Linked DNA regions of Mus musculus: region 1 is linked to region 2. A link is a contact called in public promoter capture Hi-C data. All regions are on one chromosome and are shown on one strand. Each heading gives the region's core, a stretch centred on a gene start, on an enhancer-like site or on the middle of the called end of the contact. The rest is flanking DNA. Distances are from core to core; before and after follow the strand shown.

What was found. Capture Hi-C pulls out chosen DNA fragments and counts their contacts.
Region 1: a promoter capture Hi-C map of adipose tissue shows a contact between it and region 2. The contact joins the promoter of 4930556J02Rik here to the promoter of Arl11 in region 2. A contact is called at or near these places in 4 of 39 promoter capture datasets (the C10 cell line, epiblast stem cells, hematopoietic stem and progenitor cells and 1 more), 4 of 15 datasets of contacts at CTCF or cohesin (embryonic stem cells, large pre-B cells, pro-B cells and 1 more), 54 of 484 Hi-C or Micro-C datasets (the 3T3-L1 cell line, B cells, the C2C12 cell line and 31 more), 6 of 115 datasets of contacts at active chromatin or transcription factors (double positive thymocytes, embryonic stem cells, microglia and 2 more) and 3 of 9 other capture datasets (adipose tissue, embryonic stem cells and liver).

Annotation. Positions count from the first base shown.
Region 1 is chr14:61,491,292-61,493,991 of GRCm38.p6, reverse strand. 4930556J02Rik (RIKEN cDNA 4930556J02 gene) reads right to left here and starts at 1,304. Exons shown (of 3, transcript NR_045714.1): 1 at 1,159-1,304; 2 at 593-843.
Region 2 is chr14:61,308,459-61,311,158 of GRCm38.p6, reverse strand. It overlaps Arl11 (ADP-ribosylation factor-like 11), which reads right to left and starts at 1,406. Exons shown (of 2, transcript NM_177337.3): 1 at 1,222-1,406; 2 at 1-519. The coding sequence starts at 416.

The DNA of each region.
Region 1 (2,700 bases), core at 55-2,554, 180 kb before region 2:
TCGGCTCTGTGCCACAAACAGACTGAATCTTTGCCCTTACACTGCAGACCATCTGCCCCCTCTTCCTCCTGGCAATCTGTCTTCTCTCACTTCCTCAACCCCACTCCACCACCCTCACTTCGTTTTCTCCTCCTGAGAGACAGTTGCATCTACTCCCTCTCTGCTGCTCTAAGCCAGGGACCACTCCTGTTCTTAGACTTCAGCCTACAGCCAAATTCCTGGTGGAATTTATTAGAACATGGGTTCAGAACCTTATGCCTTTGGTTGCCAAGGCAGCAGGTCTGGCATAGGCCCAGAATGTGCTTTGCACTGAGGGTACACTTTGGTAGCTTCTAATCTAATTAGTGGATGCCACCAGATTAAGGACTTGCCACTCTCTTGGTGTTGCCACCATTTAGCGCCCTTGCCACTTTTCCTTGTTACATGATGTTCTGTGACAAAACTTTTCCTGGGAAGATGCAACACACGTGTCTACTCAGCTCAGGTGGGGAAACAATGATAACCAAAGTATGGATACTGCCTAATTCCATCTTGGTGGATCACTGAGTTTTAGTAGGGTTACTTGCAGGAGTGTGGGAAAGGAGTTACTTACAGGAGCGGAAATGAGCACACTGCACAGTCGGAGGCACCTAAACACGTTAGATCATATTCTTTCCCGATGACTCAGTTGATCTAAACCTTTCCAGGCAGCTGGGCTGGCTTTTGCTTCTTCCAAGCATCTGGTCTTGTCTCAGAATCTCCTTTGCTGCTTTTATTGCTTAGAGGAGGTCCAGTAAACTGGTCAGTTTGAAAGACTTCCTGGAGCTATTTTAAGTTGTTTGCCTTCCTGGTTGAGAATCTTCCCTGCAGGATAGAGTCAAAGGACTCAATTTTGGAGGAAACAGTCCACAACACTTGAGGATGGTTGAGTAGTGGGCTTGTGATCTCCATCCTCAATACTGGTCTTGCGATTAGGGAACAGCCCACTCAACACCTTGGCCCCTGCACTCCTTGGCTCCCCACATCAAATGAACTTTCACCTCACACCCACCTTGGAACTCATAGACTCCACCAGTCATCGCCTATAACCATCAGACCCCTAAGACTCAGTTTTCAGTCCCTCACTTCCTGACTCTTTCTTCCTCTCACTTTCAGCTTTAATGACTCTAAAGTTCTCACCCCAGCAATTCTTTGACCAGGAGACCCCCACCATTCACCACCGGTCTCTCATTGGCCCCATCTTTCTTCCATCTTCTGTCTGTCATCTCTTTTTCTGTCACTTGCCTCCTGACTCAGTGTCTTAGAGAGCATTCTGCTATTGTAATGAAGAGCTGAGGTCATCAAAGCCCACTTTCAGAGGTTCCGTAATCAGTTGGCCCTGCTCTTCTCAGCCCATTATGGCTGGGAGCACACGATAAGAGAATTGTTCATTCTTTTCAAAGCAGAGGCATGGAACGGATTTAGGACAGAGATTATGATCCTACAATCTCTTCCAGGGGCATGTTCCCAGGGTTGTTCCTCTTAGTTTTCTGTCAACTTGACACAAGCTAGAGTTATCTGGGAAGAGGAACCTCAGCTGAGAAAACGTCTCCATCAGATTACTTGTAAACAAGTCTGCAGGGCCTTTTCTTGGTTAATTATTGATATGGAAGGGCCCAGGCCAGTGGGTGGTCCTCGGGTATATTAGAAAGTAGGCTGATCAAGCCATGAGGAGCAAGCCAGTATCCAGCACTCCCCAGAGACCTCTGCTTCAGCTCCTGACTTGATTCTTACCCTGAGTTTCTGCCTTGGTTTTCTCCAATCGTAGACTATAACCTGTAAGCCAAATAGAACTTTCTTTCTCAGGTTGCTTTTGGTCATGGTGGTTATCACCTAATAGAAACCTAACTCTAAGACAATGATATAAGATTTCCCAAGAGGCCCTATCTCTTAAAGCAGTGGTTCTCAACCTTCCTAAGGCTGTGACCCTTTAATATAGTTCCTCAAGTTGTGGTGAACCCTTGTCTTAGTCAGGGTTTTAATCCTGCACAAACATCATAACCAAGAAACAAGTTGGGGAGGAAAGGGTTTATTCGGCTTACACTTTCCACATTGCTATTTATCACCAAGGAAGTCAGGACTGGAACTCAAGCAGGTCAGAAAGTAGGAGCTGATGCAGAAGCCATGGAGGGATGTTCTTTACTGGCTTGCTTCTCCTGGCTTGCTTAGCCAGCTCTCTTATAGAACCAAGACTACCAACCCAGAGATGGTCCCACCCACAAGGGGCCTTTCCCCCTTGATCACTAATTGAGAAAATGCCTCACAACTGGATCTCATGGAGGCATTTCCTCAACTGAAGCTCCTTTCTCTGTGATAACTCCAGCTGTGTCAAGTTGACACAAAACTAGCCAGTACAACCTTCAACTCTAAAATTACGACTGTAATTTTACTGTTATGAATTGTACTGTAAATACCTGTGTTTTCTGATGGTCTTAGGTAACTCCTGTGAAAAGGTTGAGACCCACAGGTTGAGAACCACCGTCTTAAAGGCTCACCAACTTCAATAACTTCACTGTAGAGATCAAGATTTCAATACTGGGCCTTGTCATGGTTGGTTTTAATATCAACAAATTAGAATCACTTGAGAAGGGAACCTCATTTGAGAAATTGTCTTAATCGCTTTATTAGTGAAAGAAGACTCAGCCTAAATGTGGGCATTAGCTTCTGGTAGCAGCCTGGATA
Region 2 (2,700 bases), core at 157-2,656:
AGCCTGTTTCTGATTTCAAGCAACGGCAGAGCACCAGGAGCCTCCTGCTTGTTGGCCAGTACCAAGAAGGGGACGCCGGCCATGTTGGGGTCTTCCAGGACTTCCTTGAGCTCAGCCACTGCCTCAGGCAAGCGGGCTTCATCTGTGCTGTCCAGCACGTACACAAGGAGGTCGATGCCTTCCAGGTAGTCCTTCCAGGTAGCTCTGAGCTGGGTCTGTCCCCCAATGTCCCAGAGAGTCAGTGACACATGTCCAGGAGCCTCAAGAGGCTCTACATTAAAACCAACAGTGGGTAGGGTGTCCACCAGCTGGTTTCCTTTCAGTTTGTACAGAATTGTGGTCTTGCCAGCAGAGTCGAGGCCCATCATTACCACCTGGGCCTCTGCCTTGTGACCTCTGGAATTCACAGAGCCCATGATGGCCCCTAGTAAATCCTCCTGCAGAAAGGCTGAGGACGCACATCAGCTACTCTTTTCTGAAGAAATGCAAATCCATGCATGCATGCACTGAGCTCCTACCCTAGAACAAAACAAGTCATTTTAGGGAAGGGTTTCAGACCCAGGCTGGACCCTGAAAAGCCCAGGAAGTGAGGAAGTGTGAGTCAACAGCAGCTGACTGGCCTCTGGTGCTGGCGGAGAACCACCTGAAGATGCAGAACTCCAGCGTCCTTCCTAAGTAGTTAAAGTAGAGGCGAAGGAAGCAGCAGCCGACCAACCGTGTTCAGGAGAGGCTGCAGAAAGGCATTTTCATTTCTCACTCTGTGGTCTCTGACCCTCCTGTTTCCTTCCTGGGGCCTAAACTCAGAAGTGGCAGCACACTGCATTCCAGAGAGTGGAGAAGCCAGGTCAGGGTATGCTAACTTCTTAGAACTCCTCCCAGGACCTGCACATTGGTCTCTCCAGTACCTACTGACAACCACTGCTGATTCAGGCAAATTTGAGTCAGAGCCAAGAACTTTTCCACACCATATAAAAAGCCTCTAGAATACTGTGTGCGTGTGCATGTTTGTGTGTGTGTGTGTGTGTGTGTGTGTGTGTGTGTGTGTGTTTTAAAGAATTCTAACCATGAAGGCCTAAGAACTATCTACAACTTAGGAGAAAGTTAGAGAGGCAGAAGGTGGACCATAGCACTCTTAGGAGTATGTGCATCAGATATCACTGAAGGAAAGGAAGGAACCTCATTCACTTCTGCCCTGAGAAAAAGAGCAAGAGTTAGAGTTACCTCTGTGGTTGCCTGGACTGTGGCAGACATCCCTCCGCTAGGGCACCTCTCCACAATCAAGCTTCTTTCTGCTGGTCGCCATGTCCCAAGAGCAGGATATGAAGGAAGTGTAGTGGCTGTTGCAATCTGTCCTGTTTTTGCTTCCTCTCTCGAGTGGTTAGGGCAGACATCCTCCCATATTGGGGGTGTGTCTCAAGACATCTCAGCTCTCCGTTGTTAGTGGAGCCCCGCCCAGCACCAGTTTCCCCAGTCTGAGGGACTTCACAAGTTCAGAGTTGTGTCACCCTTCCTTGTTTTCCTTGACTCCTGTGATCTCCCTGGGAATCCTGAAGCGCAGGCCACCCAGCACGGGCAGCAGTGGTTTTCTGGTGCTGGGAGACTCTTTGATTTGCAAAACTGTGAAGCTTGTCAGAATCAAAATGGAGTGACTTGTCAAGCCCAAACAAAAAAGGAGGAGGAAAAAATGAATTAATCAATAATTAATAAGTACATAAAGGAGCAGATCTTGTGCGTGCATGACTGATAAGCATTCATAAAAGACTCTGCTAGAACCACAACCTTACACAGACACACACACACACACACACACACACGCTCTCACACACTGGTTCTACAGAGATGTCTGTCCAACAACTGTTTAATTTTGGAATAGTACGACCCTTGTTATTTTCCTTTGCAGCCTAAGATGGTTTCATATAGTTATGCTCCTATTGTGTGTGTTCATGTGTATGTGTACATGTGGTGCATGAACATGTTTGTGTGGGTGTATATTCACATGTATGTACATGTGCATGCATATGGAGGCCATAGGTCAATTTCTGGCATGGTCTTCAGTTACTCTCCACTGTATTTTCTGAGACTGGGTCTCTCGGTGTCCTCACGGCCCTGTGCATGTCTGTGTACCTGGACCTCAGCCTTTTCCTCCGCATAGGGAGAGGCTCTTCTCCTAAGACACCTCTGTGGTGCTCATTCATTTGTCTAGACTGGGGTCCTCTGGCCGCCCAGTGCTGGGTTACAGGTGATGACACTGCCCAGCTTCCACAAGGTGCTATGCTCCTTCTGTTGTACGACAGGCACTTGGTTCTCAGAGCCATCTCTGCAGCTCATGGCTCCTCATTTCTTCCTTCAAAACCTTTCACCTGCCTCAATCCACCTTGAATAAACACAGTTTCCTCTGCTGCATGTATCCACATTGCAGTGTACGGCTATTCCCAAGTAAATGGCATTAGACTTCAGAGAGTCCCTCTGGTTAGACAGAACCACGTGTGTGTTAAATTGTAGAGTATAATTCTAAATTAAAAAAAAAAAACCCTCCAAAGGGGTGTGCGTGCATATGTGCATGTATATGTATATACACAAACACATATATATGTATACGTGTAGAACAGGGATTATGTTGAGCCTGGGTCAAAAGCTTATGCAGTTGGGCCTATTGGCTGTTTACCATTCTTCATAGGAGGAGAGGGCAGGGAAGGTCCA